Linked DNA regions of Mus musculus: region 2 is linked to region 1. The links are chromatin contacts, called in public promoter capture Hi-C maps. All regions are on one chromosome and are shown on one strand. The core of a region is the stretch at or near the end of the contact, and the rest is flanking DNA. Distances in the headings are between cores, read along the strand shown.

Evidence for each region. Promoter capture Hi-C pulls out the DNA fragments that hold promoters and counts their contacts.
Region 2: a promoter capture Hi-C map of epiblast stem cells shows a contact between it and region 1, with 3 times the contacts expected there. The contact joins the enhancer-like site here to the promoter of Nefl in region 1. A contact is called at or near these places in 5 of 39 promoter capture datasets (epiblast stem cells, hippocampal neurons, liver and 2 more), 1 of 484 Hi-C or Micro-C datasets (cerebral cortex) and 5 of 115 datasets of contacts at active chromatin or transcription factors (differentiating embryonic stem cells, embryonic forebrain, embryonic hindbrain and 2 more).

Annotation. Positions count from the first base shown.
Region 1 is chr14:68,082,580-68,089,207 of GRCm38.p6, reverse strand. It overlaps Nefl (neurofilament, light polypeptide), which reads right to left and starts at 5,345. Exons shown (of 4, transcript NM_010910.2): 1 at 4,199-5,345; 2 at 3,110-3,234; 3 at 2,402-2,721; 4 at 113-1,900. The coding sequence starts at 5,245. The coding sequence ends at 1,761.
Region 2 is chr14:68,387,046-68,393,221 of GRCm38.p6, reverse strand. No RefSeq gene overlaps it. Among named protein-coding and RNA genes, the nearest start is that of Gm31227, 47 kb to the left of the region's middle. Within about 2 kb of position 2,546, at least 5 of the 459 cell types and tissues checked have an H3K27ac peak or open chromatin away from gene starts, as enhancers often do. A contact at or near this core is called in epiblast stem cells, where this site is marked.

The DNA of each region.
Region 1 (6,628 bases), core at 4,096-6,595:
GAGGATGAAAAATAAGAGCCACAGCCTGTGCTTGTGCGGAGTAAGAGGGAATAAAGACTGGCCAATGACTCAAGTTAGACGAGTAAATTTTTAAAAAAAGACTGCACACCCATTGAATTTAGATTTTTTTTCAATATTTTATTATGGCACACAGGATTGAATATGGAACTGTGTTCTTCAATCAAGTATTTTATAAACCAACCAGATGTTTGCATTCACTCATGACTGACATGTGTGAAAAGCTTGCAGACAAGGAACTTCCTATCTACAAAGGAATGCCAAGAGCCTTCATAGTTCAAACTCACATCATGATAAAGAAATGCTTTGCCTATTTGTGTAGTAACATATTCAAGTAGAGGTAAGTGAAACAAAGAGACTTCAATTGCAGATCACTTCAGTTTTAGATAAAATTTCTAAGTCTAAAAAACAGGTAGTGAAGAAATCAACAAACCAAGCAGTTCCTAGGAACATCAGAGCCGCAGAAGTACAACAGAGCTGTAGATAGGCAAAGACGTCATCTATATTCCACACCAAACACAAGTAGTGCAAGCTTTGTCGTGGCTTTACCATGGATGTGGATGGATGGGGGAAAGATGATGTAGTGTCCAACCAGGCATTGAAATCCAAATAGTTACCAATTAAGACATGCAGAGCAATACCAATGCAGCACGCAAATTTATTCTCTCCCCCAAGAAGTGACAGTAATGTAATCCCATTATCTGCTTGTGTGGTCTTTAAAGGGTTTTTAAATGTATAGCATCAAAGGCAATTATGTGAGGCAGTAGAATTAAGCAGACAACACACCATTCATGAGCTCAGGATTCCAGGCAACATGTTTGCAGTGGCAGATAACCTCTGATAATCTTACTCCTCTCCGCCCCCCCATGACATTCCTCTTAATTGTATCATGGGCTCAGGTTTCAATTTATGCCCGATATTCAAGGATATATTAAAAATGTAACCACCGTGACAACTGTGTGGGATTCATAGTCCATCCAGGTTGCACTACTATATAATAGTCCATCATAATTTCAAAACCGTCTTTTAGGAAGCCATCCCTCCAGCTAGCATTGTGTGTTTTGCATGCTGAATGACGCTCTTATTTATGAATGGTCTCATTCATATTTATTATCAGTAACGTTTGAAATATTTTCTAGACTTGACCTATTTGTCTATCCCTCAGAATGTCCAATTATCTACTGCACTCACTACAACTTTTACTTTATAAAAAACTGGAGGTCAGTCGTCCACTTACCTATGGTTTATGTTGGTGCCTTATTTAAGGTACTTTAATTAAGTAAAAACCACAGCAAAATATGTCATTCAGTGTAACTTTATTTACTATTTATTGCACATAACTCGAGGTCTTTAATTTCTAACCACTGAAGATTCAAGTTACTATTTTTCCCATGAGGTTGCACATGAACATTAGTGAATTCATTTATTCGTGTTGTGTGTGTGGTTTTTTTTTTATTATTATTGTAAACATCTGTGTGATTCACATTGCCATAGATCCTGAACTCATAAGCATGGACCATGCACAGGCTGGCAGCAAGCCAGAAAGCCACTCTGCAAGCAAACAGATACTCTGCGTAAGGAGGAAATTCATAGCACAACATTGAAAGTCCAACCTAAGTCATCTCAGAATTATACATGTATTGACTTCTTAATTTGTATAGGATCTGGAACTCAACTGGTTGGTTGGTGATGAGGTTGACCTGATTGGGGAGAACTTTTCCTGGAATAGTTGGGAATAGGGCTCAATCTTTCTTCTTAGCCACCTGCTCCTCTCCAGCACTCTCCTCTTTCTTCTCTTCCTCTTCAGATTCTTTGGTGTCTTCCTCCTCACCCTCACCACCTTCTTCTTCTTCTTTTGTGTCTTCAGACTCATCCTTGGCAGCTTGAACATAAAAAGAAAATACAAAACTCCAGGGTAGGTCTAGGCAAACCATTTCTACTGAGGCTTTGTGGGCTAATAATCACTATTGTCAGACTGTGTCTAAAAACTTCTTGGCCCCACTCTCCTAAAGGATATGTAAAAGGAGGTTGCTTCCAGGTACTGGAAGCTCATCTCCTCTCCAAGAGCTGCCCTCAGTAATTTCATATGTCTGGCACTGATGTTCTTTAGGGCGCAATCAACTCTTTGTCTTTTGGCCAACATCAAATGTTCCTTTGGGTACCAAACCACTGTGTTAAATGAGTGTACATGAACGTTTTATAATTTACCATCTGTGCTTACTAAACGTGTGTGTTCTCGTTAAATGTGCACTGTTTATGACTGCAAAGCTCACATAGAATTTAGATAAGCAAAGCCTGCATAGGTCATGGATCTCCCAATAAAAATCCACAGCCAATTTGCAATAGAGATTCTGAAAGGGTTTTTTTTTAATGCTTTTCATACCTTCTTCCTCCTCAGCGCCTTCCTCTTCCTCTCCCTCCTCTTTCTCCTTCTCCTCCTCTTCTGCTTCTCCTTCAGAGGGGGGCTCATCCTTGGCCTCCTCAGCTTTCGTAGCCTCAATGGTCTCCTCGACCTCTGTCTGCTCTTCCTGGACGTGGCTGGTATAGTAGGCTGGGAAAGAGCGAGCAGACATCAAGTAGGAGCTGCTCTGCAAGCCACTGTAAGCAGAACGGCCGAAGACCTGCGAGCTCTGAGAGTAGCCGCTGGTTATGCTACCCACGCTGGTGAAACTGAGCCTGGTCTCTTCGCCTTCCAAGAGTTTTCTGGTGGAGAGGGAATGAAGAGTACAGTTAGAGCAAGGCTGGATGTGTTCATTGCTCTAAGCCCACATTCATTACTTTCCTCTACAACCAACCTCAAAGGCAAATACAAGAACAAATACGGTTAGGCATAATCAAAATTTAATAAGGAGTTCACGAGAGACCCCACCCAAAAAGACCTTCTATGCATCCCTATTAGGTTTAAAATATGAATGCTAAGAACAGGGCTTATGTTACTTCAGGGTTAATTCCCTACACATTTGTACCCTCTTGGAGGAAGACCAAAGTAGGACTATTCTAGAGCACGTGGGACTCACTATAACTGCACTGACTGGGTCATCTGCTCTGTCCTGAGCCGCCATGCCCACTGCCAGCACCACCCTGATGTTACCTGTAAGCTGCAATCTCGATGTCCAAGGCCATCTTGACATTGAGGAGGTCCTGGTACTCCTTCAGGTACCTGGCCATCTCGCTCTTCGTGCTTCTCAGCTCATTCTCCAGTTTGTTGATTGTGTCCTGTAGGAAGATTGTTTTAAAAAATTCAAAACACAAATCTCTACTGCATTTGTTTTACTGTAGTATCCATGATAAGTTCTGGTCTTAGTTAACTCCAAAGTGTACACCTTCCAGAAATCTCCCTTAAAATAATGGGGTGGGGTGGGGCATAGGGGGAGGGGTTGGCCTAAAATGCCCAGTCTAGTGAAGCAAGAGAAGGAGAGGAGGAAGAGGAGGGGAGTAGACTGATGTGAACAATTTTGAAAATTGTTCTCAATTGATTATGGTAAGCTGTCTTTTAAAACTACCAAATTGATGATGATATTATTATTATTATTAACCACCCTTGTCACATTTCTTTTAGCCAGGTCGCATTTGGGAAGGGGAATATATATATAGTGTGTGTGTGTTTGTCTAAATAAATATATAAATAAAAATTAAATTATATATATTTGTGTAGCTGTTTGTCTAAAATGCTTCCCCCCGCCAAAGATGAAGAACTTTTTTTTTAATGGACTGCAGTGATTAATTGCTAAAATATTGTGACTGTATTCTTGTGTCCCTATTAAAAAAAAAAACTATCCCAAGGCTGGGTGGCCCAAAACTAGTGAGAGCTAGCAGGCATATTTATTAACCAGGAGATCCAGGAAGTACTGAGGGTAACTTGGGAGTTAAGGGTTGTCAGTAAAGAGAAGGCATTACTTGGCAACGCCCAACTCCGACTCCCTCCGCCCCTTCCTCCCAACTCACCCCTAACAACCCTGATTCAACCAGAACAAGCAATCCCCAGGCAGCAGTCGCGCCCCGCCCCCTCCAAATGCCCCATCCTTTCCACAACCTCTCGGAAGCCAAGCCCTCTGATAGCTGCTCTGTGCTCTAGAACCCCCTAGCGTTCACTCTCTGGGTACACCCTGACTCCCCCCCCCCCCGCCGCCGCCCCTACCGTGGACCTCCCCACCCCCACTGAGCTTAAACCGTACTATACCTGCATGGCGCTAATGTCTGCATTCTGCTTGTCCTCTAGCTCCTGCAGCTGCTTCTCCAGAGCTTCGTTCATACCCCGGCAGGCTTCGATCTCCAGGGTCTTAGCCTTGAGCAGGCGGCGGCTTTCCGACACCTCGTCCTTGGCAGCGCGCACAGCGTCGGTGTTCTTGGCGGCGCTCTCGGTTAGCACGGTGAAGCGGCTCTTGAACCACTCTTCGGCGTTCTGCATGTTCTTGGCGGCCAGCTTCTCGTACTGAGCGCGGATGTCCTTGAGAGCGGCGGAGAGGTCGGGCTTGGAGGACACGTCCATCTCCACGGAGATCTGAGCATACTGGATCTGAGCCTGCAGCTCGGCGATCTCTTCCTCGTGCACCTTCTTCAGGAAAGCTATCTCGTCCATCAGGCTGTCGATGCGCTTCTCCAGCTCGGCGCGGGCGAGCGCGGCCTCATCCGCACCTTTGCGCGCTTCCATCAGCCGGCCCTCGGCGTCCTCGCGGCTCAGCACTTCTTCCTCATAGCGAGCCTGCAGGTTGCGCAGAGTCTCCTCCAGCCCCTCGCGCTCGCCCTGCAGCGCCTGCTTCTCGTTAGTGGCGTCTTCCGCTGCCAGCCGCAGATCGCGGATCTCCTGCTCGTACAGGGCGCGGAAGCGGGAAGGCTCAGAGTGTTTCTGGCGCAGCACCAACAGCTCGGCTTCCAGGACCTTGTTCTGCTGCTCCAGCTCGTGCACGCGCTCGATGAAGCTGGCGAAGCGATCGTTGAGGTCCTGCAGCTGTGCCTTCTCTTGTGTGCGGATAGACTTGAGGTCGTTGCTGATGGCGGCTACCTGGCTCAGATCGAGATTCTCCAGGCTGGGCATCAAAGAGCCAGAGCTGGACGAGTAGCTGCGGCGCACGGACAGCGAGGAGGAGACCGGCGCGGAGTAGCTGGAGTACGCGGAGCGCGCCGTGCTGTAGCCGCTGCGCACGCTGGAGATGTGCACCCGGGGCGTCTCCACATAGCGCCGCTTGTAGGAGGTCGAAAAGTACGGATCGTAGCCGAACGAACTCATGGTGGCGGCCGGTGCGCCCCTCAGGCCCGGGGCGGAGATGGGGGACCTAGAGAGAAGAACGGGGGAGAAGAGGGAAAGGGGAGGATGGATGGCTGTGTGCGGCTCGGCGCGGTCCTGCCACCTCTATTTATACGCCGGGACTCTGACGCAGACTGTGATCGATCGCCGTGCGCAGGCCAGTGGGGGCAGCGCGTTGCTGCAGCCAAGGGGAGGATTCTGCGCAAAAGCAAAGGCGGGGGCGAACGACAGAAGGCTAGCGAGCTGCGGCTCCAGCCTGGCCGCTTTTCTATGAGGACCCCTACTTTCTCTGAGACCCCCATAACTTCCCTGCTTATTCTTTTCCTTTCCTATTCCCCCGTCCCATCCTGCCTCTTAATACCTAAAGCCCACATCACTAGGACTCTTAAATGTTCCAAATAAAAAGGTTCGCGATCCCTACTGACACATCAACTTTTAACATCCAATGTCACAAAGACACCTTCACCCCACCCCACCCCACCCCACCCCACTCCCAGCTTTCCCTTTTTGCCTCAGGGACCCTCTCAAGCACCCTGATTCGTGTTTAAGCAGCACGTTTGGGTTGCTGACAATAGCTAATGTTCTTGCGGCATTACTGCAGGAAAAGTTTTGCATGTCTTTGTAGCTATTTTCTGACGTTTTCTTAAATTCGCCCCACTTTCTCCTGCCTCCTTTTATTTTTATTTCTATTTCTTTCCGTATTACTCTTCTTCTCAATACATAGGGAAATTGCACCACTACACACCATTGGAACCGCAGGACAGCGGGTGTTCATTTTGGCATTTTAAAACCTTTACAGCAGTTAATTTGTCTGACACCTTTCATAGAATTTCCCCTTTCTTTGTGAGAAATGTAGTCGGGAATGCTTAGGAGGGGTTGGAACCAGCCAGGTAAAGATTTGCAAGGCAAAAGACGGGCGCGCTCGGCCGCGGGAGAACTTCAGGGTGCCTTTATCCTCACTGAGCTATTCATACTTCCAACGCCTCAAAAGCCTCTTCTCCTCTTTTTAACACCTGTGTGGTACCCCAACCTGATGGTTTCAACAAGCCATGAAGGTAGATGGGGAGAGAGAGAGAGAGAGAGAGAGAGAGAGAGAGAGAGAGAGAGAGACTGCTGCAAAGGGCTACCCGCTCTGGGTGTGGTCTTCAGGAAGAGAACGCTGCATGGAGCCTGCTGAAATTCACAGATAATAGATACACTTAGGAACCTATGGGCTTCCTTCAGGGAGCACCCAGATACCAGAGTGGGCACGCCAAACGCACGTGGGTGCAACATTTTCATACTCGCGTTGTGAGCGCCTGCAGTTCCGAAGAGATACTGCAGATTTGTAAGAAATAACTAAAACCTTTAAGCAAGCATTTGGCG
Region 2 (6,176 bases), core at 1,297-3,796, 310 kb before region 1:
CATGTCTTCTCTGGAAGATGAGGGAAGTCATGGGACAGACAGTGGAGGTCAAAGTATCTTACTCTGCTGGATGTACCTCAAGCAGATCCCACTCTGCAGGCTGCAACTCCAGTGGTGGACCCTACTCTGAAGGGAGCATCCTGGTCAATGGTGGGTGGATCCAATTGGAATGGAATTGGTGTAACAGGGGACCAAGCTGGTTAGTGTTGGGGCATTCGAAGGTTTTCATGGGGAAATAGGATGTTCTTGGGATTCCCCAAGTGTCCTCCAGACTGAACAGCGAGCCCAGAGCTAGACAATCAGATTGAAGGATCTTAAATAAAGGAATAATCTACCTGATTTCTGTTTTATGGATGTATAAAGATTACTATGGGAGAAACTTTTGAAAATAGTTCAAGTGTGGGTTGTTAAAAATGTCTGCTAAAACAGTGACTGTGAGGATGACTGAAAGAGGATGGATTGAGAAAGACAACTACAAAACAAGTCATAGACTTTGAACATTAATTTATAAAAAAGGGCACTTAAGACTGTGTTCAGTTGTAAACTTACAGAGTCCAACATATCAAAGTTGCAACATTCATTGGTTTGCTCACTTACTACCAGGGTGAACTTGGACCTTGGCTCAACTTCCTCATTTAAAAATAATCATACACACACACACACACACACACACACACGTACAATACATACATATATATAAATTTGTTATTTAAAAAATGAGAAAGTAAGTTATATCAAAGCATGTTGCAAGTGCCAGGTACAAAATCAAAAGTCCATACAATTAGTTACAAATTGGATGAGTGATAACTTACAGATCCCACTGGCATATCTGGGCATCTTTCCAGAGATAATGTAGAGGAGATTTACACAGGAGTCATGGTGGAACTTCATGATTCAATATGTAGACACAAAATACAAACCTTATGGCAGACAAAGAAATGATTTACAGAACATTTCTCACTGTTGCAGAATCTCTGGTCACTGATCTCACACACAGCAGCCGGTTATTCTTTCTTTGATGGATGAATTCTTGCGGTATTCTAGGAGACAGTTTGACTCTGCAGCCTGGGAAGCAATCCCTGGTTAGACTGATGTCTCTTTCTAGGCTCTCTTTCTCCAGCATGGGGTCATGCCCTTGTCAGAGCATCCCAGCTGCTCCTCTGCACAAGGCACTTGGCTCTCCATTACATGCATCTTAGGTTACGTGGTAGCCATGGTAATAAATATCAGGAGACACAGATTCACCCCCAGGCTGACCCATCCATACAGAAAACTACATTTCCTCCTGGTGGTTTTTTTTTTTTCAGTAAAGGAAAAATACCATTTACTGATGATAACAGCATCTTGTTATCAATCAGTGCAAAACGGTGCAAAATGATAAAATGTTGTTCTAACATAATTTGGGACAAAATACAATCAGTCCTTTATCTCAAGAGGACAAGCATTCATCAATTCCTGTATTAGTCTGGGATTGGAAGTGCCTACTTCCTACTTACATCCATTTTTCTTCATAAAGGAAACATGCAATGTTTCCTTACTGGAAACATGGGAATAGAAGGAAACTCATATAAGGAAACTTGAGTGGTGCCAATTAAATTCAAGAATCTTCTAGTTTGTATGCCTGAATTGCAAAAAATTACCAGTACAAATTTTTACATGACTTAACCAAAATAGTGAGTCTTTCAAGTGCCAGTTTCAAGAGTGAACAGTTTGAATCTATCTTTTGGTTCTCTACCCACGTTTTTTGTTTGTTTGATGTTGTTTATTTGTTTTCTGCTTCATTTTGCTGCTTACTTACAGTAAAGACAGTGGTAAGAAATATTATAGTGTGATACTTACAACTTGGTTTTTAAAGTTTTAAATGTCAACCAAAACTAACTGCATTGCAGTAGAAAAACAGTTCTTGCAGTAAGAAGGTTATATTCGCACTCAGAATGGGCTACACGCTGTAATCTTCCAGGTTTTCGTTTTCCTCACTGTGAAAGGAGACATAGTTATATGCTTGCTGAGCTAGCATGAGAATTCATTAAAGCTGTCTGCACACAGTGCCTGGCATTGAGAAAAGCAGACAACAGACCTTTCTCTCTCTCTTTCAGTTTTTGTACTCAAATTCTAGAAATAAATGAACAGTGATTACTACATAGAACACAAAGAAAGAGAAAGGTAGGGTTGGCTCATTCATTGTTTTTTCCCTCATCAAAGAAAAAGAAATCATCTGTTGAAATCATCTATTAAGACATTCACAGAAGCACAGCACATAAAAAGAAACCCAATATTGTAGCCTCCAGTGGCTCTGGGTTACTGGGTTTCTAAAAGGAAAGCTGGGGATGGATTGGAAGGATGGTGAGAAATAACAAAGTTCTCTGATCAAGGCTCAACTTTAATTCTTGAGTCTGAATTTTGAAAGGGGAGAAACCCATCCCCCACTTTGTCAGGAACTCATCAGGAAAACAAGCTCACTCAGCTGCTCAGCAGGTAGTAGCTTCTGCAGGAAACTGCAGAAGTGGCAGGACAATAGATTTTGCCTAAGTCAGAAGATTCCACTCTAGGTGGGCTAGCCAACTGTGGCAAAACAAAGTCTGATTCAGCCGGCTCAAGGCTAGGAGGAGGGCACACAATAGAATGAGGCAAGAAGGTGATGAAATCACACCTTTTAATTCTCTGTGTAACACATATTATTGATTTGATATGAGATGACCAATACCCTGAGAAGCTCCTACAATAGCCTATGATTGCAGCAAATGAGTATTTCACATGTTACACAGGAAAAAAAAAAAGAAGTTCGAGAAAGTTGCGAGCAAAACATTTTCCTTTGAAACAAGTCTTTCCAACACACTCAACACAAGTGCTTATAAGGTGAACATTTCTCCCATTCAAAGGAGAAAAATGGCAATTCAAATTTGCTTCTAAGGAAAAGAATGGACAGGAAAACTAGGTTAAGACACATCCTAATGCCAGAGTCAAGATGAAATTCTATTGGTTAAGTGGACAGATCAAGTTAGAATAGGCATTACCCAAGGCAGCTTTAAACAAGCCCCTCTTTATAAAACAAAAATCTACATGAAAAATAAAACCACAAGTGGGCCTCTTATCTCTCCCTCTCCATCACCAAATTCAGTCCCTCAACATTGCCAGCTCATGAGGCAGTCAATTGTCTAGTTCTTTCCTCCCCTTCAAACTCTCCTACCACAATCACTAAAGCGTCCCAGCACTCTTGCTAGAGGAATGTTTTCTGGAAGGCAGGGAGCATGTAGAAACATGAGTCAGCACATGTCAGGGCTTGAGACGTTGCTCAGTGCATAGGACTCATGCAGAATATCTGAGTTCGGTTCTCAGCACCCACACAGAAAGGTTCAGAATTGCCTCTAGCTCCAGGTACAGGGGATCCAACTCCCTCTTCTGGACTCAAAAGGCACCTGTACTCACACATATATAGATACACACTTCCCTTGCCCCAGTGTTCCCCCATACACAAAATTAAAATTAAACAAATCTTTAAAAACTGAAAAATGTTTTGTCATTAACCTGTGTTTGCTAAATTTCTACCACAAGCCAAGTTTTATCAGTGAAGATTTTATAAGTCTCTGAAAAAAAATATGACTGTGTATATGCAAATGTTTTAAACATAAATGCATCTGTCATAGCTGAGTAGCATAATTTTTCAAATAATATTCCTCATAGCCATTATTGACCCCAGGGTGTTTTCTTGACTTTTCTGAGCTCTGACACACTTAACCACTACACTTGGATTTACATTTCATGAACAAGTGTAATTGAAACAAATCTGTTGGCTGGTGGGACAGTAAAAGAGTGAAGGAATTTGTCAGACTTTCTTTCACTGGCCAACATCTTGCACAGTAGGCAAGATACACAGCATCATGTTTATTTACAATGGTGTCATGACAAGATTTATAAGTAACTTCAGAAACATAGGAAATGGAGAAAATATAGCAAAGTGATTAGGGTTTTGAGTATTTTCTTTTAAAGATATGATTTAATTTTAAAGCATGTATAATTTAATTTTGATCATTAGTCATCTTTAACAACCAACTCATACATTTCCTGGTCCTGGTAATTCTCATCTGTATGCCAGAATGAACTGGCTTTGAGTCATCCATTAAATATATAAAAAGTATTCCTGATAACTAACTATGTTAAATATATATTGTTACAGGAAAGACTACTGTGGGCCTAGAAGATATTCTGGGAGACAGACAGACAGACAGACAGACAGACAGATACATAAGTCACAGAAAGATGAAATCATGTAACCTCATTTAAATGTCGAATCAAAAGTCAGTTCTTAGACGTGTAGAGCAAAGTAGTGTTTTCCAAATATATGGTAGGAAAGTATTTTTTGGAAATGTTGGTCAAAAAACAGAAATTCTCAGTTATGGGGAGTAACTCAGAAAGTTGTGTTGTTACTCTACACATTACTTTCCTCCTTGCGGTGACAAAATTTCTTTAAAAAGCAATTTAGAAAAGGATGGTTTACTTTGCTCATAGATGGAGTAAGTGTACAGTCTATCGTGGTGGGGAATCTATGGAAACAAGAGTGTGAGGCAGCTGGTTATATCTGGTTATATTGCAGTTGTAGTCAGCAATCAGAGAGATGAATGTTTGTGGTCATCTTACTTTCTCCTTTCAATTCAGATCAGTGTCCCAGGATACAGGATGGTTCTGCCCCACTCAGTATGTGGCTTCTCATTGCATTTAAACCTTTCTGGAAATACCCTCATAGATGTGTTCAGAAGTGTGCTTCCATGACGATTCTAAGTCCCATAGACTTGACATTTAAGATTAACCATCACTCTTGGTGACTATGATTAAGAACAATGAGTTGTGTATGTAGAGAGAGGAAATTTTAAGTATCCTTACACAAAAATGACTAAGTATGTGTGTTTAACATATTGTTTGGTTTATAATAAGCGTTCAACCTACTGAACTCTTAAAATAGCCCTTATCATCTTTACATAAATCCTATAAAACCAATGTTTCCATTTGAAAGATGCACAGTCATGAGCGATAACTGATCACACATTATCTCATTCCATTATCAGCTAGAGCTGGATACGTGGTAAAGGTAGAGCTGTATTGTTTCACAATAGAGAGGAATCAAGAATGTGGCACTGCCAGCATGGGCTTGGCTCTGGTGAGGGACTCGTGGTAAAAATAATGTATGAGACAAAGAGATCATATATTAAGGAAGCAGAAGAACCCAGACTCAATCTTCTTAGCCCAAGAGATCAAATCCGTTCCAGGAGGCTAATATCAACCTCTTCCAATGCCATTGCCCCTGGTGACCAAATAACTTACAGAGTGCTACCCTTTAACAACAATTTCACCATTCAGATTCAAGCTTCTAGCACATGAATCTACAGTACAGGGTAGTAGGTGGCAAACTATACACAAATTAGAGCCCCCAGTTTTAAGTAGCAAGCTGAGATTAAATTAAATCCCCCTTGAGATTTCCTGATTCTTGCCATATATCTGCAATCTCGACATCCAAAGAAAACTACTTGATTCCTCATGGCAAAAACTCTACGCTTGATTGGTGTGGTCCAATTAGAGATTAGTAGTGTCTGAACAGAGAGTTTCCTCAGAGAAAAGTAGGTAATGTTCAATTAGCAGTATAATAATGTTAAAGGAAGATCTCATAGAAAACAACTCATGCATTAGAAAATAAGTTAGAGAGACAAAGAGACAGAGAATTTATATAATGGTAGACTACAGAGGAAATCAGTGCATTTTTATGGATTTATATATGGATATATAAATTATACACAAACTTACAAATACATGCTTGTACATACACACACATTTCTACTGTGCCTAGACAGTTCTATGTGATACTTTGTAAAGTGGCACATGAATTCATAAATACAGGCTAAATATACCAAATTCAGTTGGGTATGGATTGCCATCCAAAATTTATGTTATGCTGAAGTGGTTATGTGTCAAAAATAACTACATACTCTTAGTAGTCCCACTTAGTATAAGTTCTGTACTAAGAACACCAAGATCAGCACCTTCTCTTGTGTGCCATTAGCAACCAATACATGAGAAAAAAATATTCTATGTCAAAAGAAAATACCATGTAGAGTATATGCATTTAACTTCTGATTTAATAAATACAAACTTGGACATGATACTTAGCAAGATGTAAATACATAGAA